Regions from separate parts of the Triticum aestivum genome. Here region 2 is linked to region 1. A link is a contact called in public Hi-C data. All regions are on one chromosome and are shown on one strand. The core of a region is the stretch at or near the end of the contact, and the rest is flanking DNA. Distances in the headings are between cores, read along the strand shown. Region 1 holds the start of LOC123128633. Region 2 holds the start of LOC123128634 (probable polygalacturonase).

Region 1 (4,818 bases), core at 1,004-3,503:
GATCGTGCCTTTGTCTTCTTTTCTCGCTCTCATTTGCGTATGTTAGCCACCATATATGCTAGTCGCTTGCTGCAGCTCCACCTCATACTTTTACCCTTCCTATAAGCTTAAATAGTCTCGATCGCGAGGGTGTGAGATTGCTGAGTCCCCGTGACTCACAGATTACTTCAAAACCAGATGCAGGGACCGATGATACCATTCCAGGAGATTCAACTGAGCTCAAGTGGGAGTTCGATGAGGACTCATGACGATACTACGTGTCTTTCCCAGATGATCAGTAGTGGTGCCCAGTTGGGGCGATCGGGGACTTGTTGCATTTGGGGTTTATCTTTATTTTGGTTCCGTAGTCGGACCTTGAGTGTATTTGGATGAATGTAATGATATTTATGCATTTGTGTGACGTGGCGAGTGTAAGCCAACTATGTTATCTCTTTCCCTTATGTATTACATGGGTTGTTGTGAAGATTACCTCATTTGCGACATTGCTTTCAATGCGGTTATGCCTCTAAGTCGTGCTTCGACACGTGGGAGATATAGCCGCATCGAGGGTGTTATAACGAGCGTTGAGCCCGGCGGACGGCCGGCCGAATCCTTGCCAGCAAACCGATGACAGGGCTGCAAGACGAACCAGTACCTGCATGCAGCGCTGGGGCTTTGCCGGGGCTGCACGGGGTGCTTCATGACCAATCCATGGCTCCACTGGTGGCCGGAAAACGCCAAATCTGGTCGCCGCGACGAACAGCTGCCGATCTTCTCGTTGCCGGCCCGCCGACGCAGGAGGAAGTGGTGGAGGGCAAGCTCGGGCGTCTGCTAGATATGCTCTTAGGAGAACAGTGGTATCCCCAGCCCACCAGGGTTTAAGTCCTGGTACCTGTGTTATTCTTCATTTATTTAAGGATTTTCAGCAACGTGCGAACAGTGAGGGTTTTTGCCTTTCGTCGGCGGCGTCGTCGATCTCCCACATCTCCTGTGGCCTTAGGGCCATGGGTGCGCGCTGGATCCCGGCCCTTGCCGGCGGGAGGGTTCCGTTTTCAAGTGCTTCTTCAAGTTTTGTTAGGGTTTGTGTCCTGCTCGAGAAGACAAGACGGCGGCGGCTTCTTGAAGATGGAATAAGGTTCTCCCCGTCTAGCCCCCGTCTCAATGGTATGTCTAGCATCGTTGGAGGGCGTGTGGAGGTGTGTCTCCGGCGGATCTCGCGAGATTTGGTCGGTGGTTGTCTTTGGTGAATCCGCTCGGATATGGTCTTTATTCGTCTTTGTTCATGTGTCTTGAGGTTGGATTCTTCCGATCTAAAATTCTCTTCAGCGGCGGCGGTTGCTGTTCTGGGGTGTTGGTCCTATGTGACCTTAGCACGACGACTTCCCGACTGTCTACTACAACAAGTTGTGCCCGGCTCCGGCAAGGGAGGGACGGTGACGGCGGCGCGTCTTCAGCTCGCTTCAGTGCTTGTAGTCGTCGCTAGGTGGTCTATGAATCTGGATGTAATTTTTATTATTTCGGGTGTTTGTTGTACTCCTTCCGGTCCTTTTTTCTTTGCGTCTAAAGTCCAGCCCGCATACCAAGGAGAGGAGCAATTAGCAAAAAATGGACTGTTTTGTCCCTGGATTCATCCATGGAGACCCTGATTGCATGCGAGATTGGCTCAGACTTTGCATGCATGTCGGCTCTCTCTCCCCTGTCCATCTCTCTGCACGCATGCGCCTCTCCCTCTCTCTCTCTCTCTCCTGTTTCTGCATGCAAGCTGCTCTCTCTGCCTTGGGAAGATGCGAAGCACATGGGAAAGAGAGATGTGATTACGCACGCATGCGGTGGAAAGGGATGGAGGGCACGGTTGGAAAGAACAGCGAAAAAATGCCAATGCGCAGAGCATTGCATGAAAAACGAAATTTTCTTAGACGCAGGTAAAAAAGGACTGGAGGGAGTAATATCGTGATTGAAGATGGATAGATCGACAGTTCCAAAAAAAAAAGTGCTACAAGCATTGCACGTCTGAGTCTTGTGTCAATATCAAAATATAGGGTGGGGCCCAGCCATCGAATGCGTGCTATTTCTGCGCGACGCCAAACCGAGCCGGAAGGTTTCCACTTCTGGTTCTGGATAACCAGTACAGTACGAGCACGCGCCGCTTAGCCGCGAAGGAACGGAAGGAAGCAAGTCTCAGTGGCTGCCGAGTCGTCGTCCCCTTCCCCCCCTCCCCTCCTCTTTCTCCCTCCTTGCTTGCCCCACCGCAACGGCAAAGCCAAAGCCAGCCCACCAAATCACTCGAGAGAGCCCACCCTCCCCCCTCCCCTCCCCAGCGCCACCCAGCAACCGCCTCCCCGGAGAAAGCGAAACCCAACAGCAATCCCCCCCTCCCCTCCCCGATTCCGCCGCCGCCGCGAATCCGGCCGCCTCCCCTCCCAAAACCCTAGCCAGCCCCGCCCCAGTCCCAATCAACCGAGCCGCACGCCCCATTGCTCCGCTCCAGGTAAAAATCCCCGCGACTCCCCGTCGATTCTGCTCCGCTGCGCTCCCCCGGGCCCCGGGCCGGGGCGGCCGTGCTGTCCGTTTTTTATTTGGGGGCGGAATCTTGGCTAGGTTTCGGTGCTCTGAGGTTTGCCGATGGATAGGTCCCGGATGATACGATACGGCAGTAGTGTCTGTTTTTTGCGGATTATATTATGTATGCATATACATACTGCTGCCGTTCTCTATCGGCGGCTGCCGCTGTTATAGGGCTGGGGATAACTAGGATTTCTTTTTCGGTCTTGTTGTCTGGCAGTAGCTGGTTGATTCCCTGCGGTGCCGGATCAACGGCCCCCTCGCTGCAAATAAAAACTCGGATCTTCCTCTGTTTCTGGTACCAGGTTTGACCTTGTCCCGCCCCGAGATCGCATCTACAGCGGGAGGATCATCATCAGAGGTTAAATTAACCCAGGTCGCTGTCTGGCTCCACCGTTGGTCAGTAACTGCCCCATTGGAGCCAAGGCTGCTGGGCAGGCCTCCCCGCTAGCTAGCGGCGTGGGGTTTATAGGCGGGCCGGTGCGATGGCAACGGCCACAATGGCGACGGCTGCAGGTGCCGCCGCGCTGCTCTACTACACGCTGAACCGCCGGCTGCACACGGAGAAGCTGGACAGGGAAGGGGGCTCGGACGGCGAGAATGGCAGGGACGCGGCGGCCAGCGGCACGCTGGAGTCCCATAGCATGAGCCGGGTGTCGCGGAGGGACGTGCGCGCCCCCGCCACGTGGCTGGAGACCATCTCGACCCTGTCGGAGACGCTGCGGTTCACGTACTCTGAGACCCTTGGGAAGTGGCCCATCGGGGACCTCGCTTTCGGAATCAGCTTCCTCCTCAAGAGACAGGTTGGTCGCTCTCGCTCATACTTTGCTGTTGATGTGATCCGTTGCTCTTTCTTAACTATGATACTTAAATGTTGGAAGCCGATAGGGAGTGTTTTAAATCATAAACATCGCCGGAGGTCTTTCCATCTGGTTAAATTTAGTGTTGGGTTGCCATGTAGGAATTGAAACAATCTTGAAAACATAGGCATCACACTCCTTAATATCTATCATCTGTTCTTACCGCTTCTTTTCTTATTTTATCAAAAGTAGTTGTCTTAGTCTTACCATATAGTTGTTCTGATGACCTAAACAGCTCTCAGATTCATTTACATAATCGTTTATCAATATTTGATTGTCTACAATATATCTCATGAAACTGCATGAACGACCTTCATTATTTCTAGTACATACAAACTGTATAAGGTACTCCCTCTGTCCCATAATTTAAGATGTTTTTACAGCCAATATACCCCTATATTGACTGTAATAACATCTTATATTATGGACGGAGGGAGTATCTGTTAAGTGAACCATTCATTTAGATTATCACACTTACCATTTCACTCTATGTATGTAACTCACCCCTTTTTTTTTTTTCAATAGATTACTCTGCCTACAATGCTATCTATGCTAAAGTTGGGCAGGTTCTGCACTTCTTAGGCCTCTTTTGGTTCATAGGATAGGATTATCGTAGGAATAGGAATCTTGTAGGAAATGAGATGACATGTATCTCAAATCCTATGAGTAGAAATAGGAAACAAGATGTCATTTGGTTGACACCAAAGGAATTTTTCCATTGAGTCTAGGCTCATTTTTATTTTCCTATGAAATGTGGAGGATAGGAACCAATCCTATATAGGAATAGGAATCCATTCCTATGAACCAAAGGGCTCTAAAGAAAAAAATCCTATAAGAATCCTATCCTCTAGAATTCCTATGAAATTCCTCCAAACCAAAGGAGGCCTTAACAGATAAACTCATAGGCCAGAATCATAGGACAAATACTTTGAACTGTTAATGACTTGAACAAAGTTCCTGACAGATGAGTTGTGGCATGTGTGTTTCAGGGGAACTTATCTGTTGCAAGCATATATGCTGGAGATGATAGTGTGGAGCTCAAAGGAGCTTCGGTAGTTACGGACTTGAGGTATCTTTTGAATTTGTTGACACTGTGTTGGCATTTTTCCAAAAAGCCATTCCCGTTATTTTTGGAAGCTACTGGCTACTCCATGGAGGATGTTCTTATGCAAGAACCTAAAGCAGGGGTAAGTGAAATTTATACAGTATCATTTTTATATTTCGTAATCCTGTAGTTATTCACAAGAACTGTTTACTGTTGACTGATTCAGGATTTTTGTTGGGATACTTGCAGATTTTGAAGCCAGCTTTCACCATTTTACTTGATAGAGACAGACAATGTATACTTCTACTAATTAGAGGCACCCACAGTATAAGGGATACCCTGACAGCTGCTACGGGTGCTGTGGTTCCGTTC
Region 2 (4,958 bases), core at 2,017-4,516, 200 kb after region 1:
AAGAGGAGGATGCATTCCCGGAAAAAACAGTATCCTCCAACTTTCCATGTGAGTAATAGCGTGCTTTCAGAAGTTTAGCACACGAGCTATCTAGCTTTGTAATTAATCTCCACGCCCGACGAGCTAAAAGTGCTTGATTAAAAATACGAAAGTCACGAAAACCAGCACCTCCCTTACACTTTGGTTGTTGTAACTTTGACCATGCCCTCCAGTGTACCTTTCTCTTTCCTTTAGAAGCTCCCCAATAGAAATTTCAAACCATATTGGTTAGATCATCGCAGACAGAAAAAGAAAGCTTAAATACACCCATGATATATGTGGGCAACGCCTGTGCAACGGACTTAATTAGTACTTCTCTTCCAGGTTGTGCCAAATGGCCATCTCCCCACTGAATTAACCTTTTCAAAAGTTGGGCCTGCAAATTCTGAAACTTTCCCTTTGACATACGTCCATCCGGGGTTGGCAGCCCCAAATACTTCTCCTCAAAACCACTATTGGGAATATTGAGAGCATCTCTCACCTCCTGTTGATCAACCATTGGACAACTTTCACCAAACAAAATAGAACATTTATTATAATTTAGGGAATGTCCCGTAGCCGAAGCATATAGATCAAGACAAGTCTTCACCCGTTCCGCCTGCTCACGAGATGCCTTAAAAAATATAAGTGTATCATCTGCAAATAAAAGGTGTGATATACCTGGTGCCCTTCTGCAAATTTTGACTGGCATAATATTCTCTGTATCCACCCTATTCCTCAAGATTGCAGACAGGCCATCAGCAACGAACAAAAATAAGAACGGGGAGAGTGGATCACCTTGCCGTAGAAACACAATAATTTCATGAGAAATTTCATATGAACTACATGATTCAATTCATGTGAGAAAGGAGACGTTCTTATGTTTCATATGTGTGCAAAATCATTTCATTTTTTTATTAGTGCATGCTCAAAGAGACCACTATAAGGGTTCCGATCGGCTTCAGGTAGTTTCTCTCGCCTAATTTCTCCCACCCCCTCACCCGCGAGTGCCGCTCTAGCATTGGTGGTGGGTTGGGGGAGGGGGGCCCTTTGTGCTCTGTGATTTTAGGTTTCGTTTCCAGGCAGAGGCGTGGTGGGGGTGGAGATACCGTTGAGTCCCTTTGGCTCCTTTTCCGTCAAGATGGCGTGTCTATGGCATCGACATGGAGACATTAAAGGTTTGTTTTGGAGGATCTGGTCGACTAGATCTTGCGGACTGGTGTGTTCCTCCTGCAGTCTTATGTGGACTCCATCATGCCTACCAAGCTCGAAGCATGTCACTGGTCGATGTGTCAATGGTGAAGCCTTTGTCTTGGCGTTGTAAGCAAGTTTCTAAAACAATGTTTAAACCTCTTGGAGGCGATTCAGACTTGTGTGGACTATGACCTAAGATAAAGGTAACTTGGTTATTGTTTGTCTTATGCCTGTATTTAATTGTTATGATTTTTTTGCATCAATGAACATCACATATGTTCCTGAAAAATAGATTCACTTTTCTCCTACATGGCGAAATGATCCACCTTGATATATCCAAGATGGTTGAATTAAGGGCTAAAAGTTTGGAAGAGGGGGTTGTAGAGAAGTTAGGCATGCGACATGTTAGTTAATCTTCGAAAAAACTGTTAAAAAGATGATGACATAAGTGATGATGAAGTCTCAAGATATTACACATTCCAATTCCTCCCAACCTTCGTCCTATTCGAATGGCATGTGTCCAATTATACCTGGCCATGGGCAACTCGAACCGACCCAGCCTGAAAATCCCAAGCAGGGCCAGGCCTGAGCGTGCCATCAAGTTAAGCTCGGGCCTGGAAATTGAGCCCGACGGGCAGATCAGGCCGAGTTCGGGCTTGCGGAAAACAATATTTTAGCCATTGCTGGGCCGGGCCGACTAGGCCGTGTCGAGGTCAGGCCCGATTTAGTAGGCCCGATATTCGGGCCGGGCCTGGGTTTTCAACACCGGGCTTTTTTTTGGCCAAGCGAGATATGCCCAGGTATATTCCGATGTCTTCACTCCACGCCTTACTTTCATATAAATTACCACCCCAAAGCGCGAATAAATAGTCTTTTTGGTAAGCCATCAATATATAAACAGATGAATTTCTATATAACCATCCCCTAAATTAAATTATCGAAAACACTAACGCCCACACGTGTGGGCGCCTACCAACTCGCCCACACGCATGGATACTCGTCCAACCAACTCTGCACGAATTTTGGCGCGTTCTAGCAGTTTTTGTGTGCCACGTAGGACTAAGCTAGTGTGTGGGCATTCGTCCGGTCGCCCAAACGTCCTTTTTCACCACACGGGGGTTGATGTGTGGGCGTTTAGCAATTCGCCCACACACCAGTTTTCACGCACGCAGAGGGGGCTGATGTGGGGGTGTTTATCACTTCGCCCACACGTCCGTCTCCTCGCCCACACCCAAAACTGTCAGTTGCCATGTGTTTCTGCAGGGTACATGGCAACTGCCCAAGCTTTGCTTGTAAGCAGTTGGCAACTCTCTTTTACCCGAGTTGCCATGTGTTTTTGCATGGTACATGACAACTGCTCTAGCGTGCATGTAAGCAGATGGCAACACTTTCTCTTTACATGGCAACTGCCCTAGCGTGCTTGTGAGCACATGGCAACTCTCTCTATTACCCGAACATGTTTTTTTTGCCTTGCCTTTTTGTAGTGCTACATGGCAACTGCCCAGTGTTAGTTGGTGACAACTCCTAAAGCTTTGAAATCATGGCAACTGCAGTAGAGCAGACCATAGATGGCAACTGCAGTTGAGCAACTATGGCAACCGAAGTTCAGCGACATGTCAACTACAGTTAAACGAACATACACGAGGTCTGGACCATGGCAACTGCAGGACGCGTGGTGACTGTCACGCGGAACATGCGGGACCACGAGATACGAGGCCTGACGTACGGGGCGTGTGGGCGTTATCTATTTCACCCACACGCACGCGTGTGAGAGGGATCGCGAGGGAAAAAAAGATGTGTGAGCATTACTTTTGCCCACACGTAGATGTGTGGGCTGTTCCTTTTATACACCACACAAAATATGTGAGCAGACCTCCTAACGCCCACTTATCGGCGTCCTTAAACTATTTCCACTCTCCAATCTACCTTTAACCAAACAAGCCGTGGGTTTAATTGGATCCCGCCGTCCGATCTAAATCCAATGGCTTATACTAAGCCACGAGTCCCTACGATTCTCACCGTCTTCTTCCCCTCGACGGCGCCCGTGACAGGGAACACGCACCCGCGAACGCCACGCCCGTTTGCTCCTCGCTTCCGCCTCACTCAAACGGCTTCTTCCCTCCTATAAACCCATCCCAGCACCAACCGCTCCAATGGCGGAATTCCCCAAGCCCGCGCCACCGCCCACCTCCTCGGAGCCCTCGCTCGCCGCGCCCCGCCACACGCACTGACCCAACCCGCGCCGCGCCGCGCGCCGTGCCCTAGATCGGGAGATCGGGGGGAGAGGGGAGGACCCGCTCGCCCCGGCGGACCGCCGCGGCGCGATGGTCGAGACGTCGGGCGGGAGGTGGAGGCTGCACCTCCACGGCCAGCGGCGGAGCGCGGCGGCCTTCCTGGCCGCCAACAAGACCCTGCTCGCCGCCGTGTGGGTCGCCGGGTTCGCGCTCGTCTTCCTGTGGCAGAGCGCCTCCGTGTTCGTCGCCGGGGGCGGGGGCGGGCCCCGCCCGGCGCCCGCGCCGTCGCGCCCGGCGCCGCGGCTGCGCCCGATGGCGTACAACCTGACCGACTTCGGGGGCGTCGGGGACGGGCGGGCGGTGAACACCCGGGCCTTCGAGCGCGCCGTGGAGACCGTCTCGGCCTTCGCGGACCAAGGCGGGGCGCAGCTCAATGTGCCGCCCGGCCGCTGGCTCACGGGCCCCTTCAACCTCACCAGCCACATGACCCTGTTCCTCGCCGAGGGCGCCGAGATCCTCGGCATTACGGTGAGCTTTACTTACAACCGGAGCAATGGGGTTAGTTTTTCAAGTGCCATTGAGTTGTGGCGTGGATCATGGCTGGCTAACACGTAGTTGAATTAAATCCCTTTGACTAGTTGGTTTGATGGATAAACAGACCAATGGTAAAAATAGAAGGATTTGTTGTTGTGTGATGTGTCCCTAGGACTGAAGATTGAAGTGATACCAAATTACCAATGTTCAGATTGTTCCCATTTTGGAAAATGGGTGGGTAATAATTGCACAATATAATTACCACATTGTCTGTTTAATTCCAACTTCCATACCATGTATCTTTCTTTTAGCTTGGCGAAACATTGCTGTTTATCTGAAAGCAAACATTTGGAATGTGTTCAGAGTTGGGTGGAATGTCGTATGATTTGAACTGTCACTCTTAGCTCTCTGAATCTCCGACTCTGGCATGGTATCATGCACAGATTTCAGATTAGCAGGTGTATCCAGCTGGGATTCTAATATTTTTCTGGACAGGACGAGAGGGATTGGCCGCTGATGCCAGCACTGCCATCTTACGGATATGGGAGGGAGCGCAAAGGACCTCGCTTCGGGAGTCTAATTCATGGACAGAATTTGAAAGATGTTGTCATTACAGGTTTGCCTTTTATCTAAGTAAGCTGTCAATATCAACTTGTCAAGCTGTGTAATCTACAACACCCTATCATGGATTTGTTGGTTAGCTATGAAGCAACATGCGTGAGAGAAGTGCATAATTTGCATATTAAGCAATCTAGTGATGGTAACAGTATACCAGCATGCCTGATTGTTTCAATAACACAAAGCAACTGCTTGACCTGTTTAATCCCTAATCTGAATGTACTTGATTTCGGTATGCATGATTTCATGCCCCGCTTGTTCGTTAAAAGTAGTACATTATATCCATAGCTTGAATAGCATATTCTCTAGTGATCTTTAAATGAGTAAATACTGAATACGCAAGTTCACTGAAACAGCAGT

What was found. A called contact is a pair of places that touch in the nucleus more often than the background predicts.
Region 2: a contact with region 1 is called in a Hi-C map of leaf, with 5 times the contacts expected there. The contact joins the promoter of LOC123128634 here to the promoter of LOC123128633 in region 1. A contact is called at or near these places in 2 of 5 Hi-C or Micro-C datasets (both in leaf).

What each region holds. Positions count from the first base shown.
Region 1 is chr6A:575,939,998-575,944,815 of IWGSC CS RefSeq v2.1, forward strand. LOC123128633 reads left to right here and starts at 2,254. Exons shown (of 8, transcript XM_044548697.1): 1 at 2,254-2,467; 2 at 2,847-3,344; 3 at 4,391-4,588; 4 at 4,696-4,818. The coding sequence starts at 3,027.
Region 2 is chr6A:576,142,172-576,147,129 of IWGSC CS RefSeq v2.1, forward strand. LOC123128634 (probable polygalacturonase) reads left to right here and starts at 3,267. Exons shown (of 5, transcript XM_044548699.1): 1 at 3,267-3,974; 2 at 4,476-4,596. The coding sequence starts at 3,537.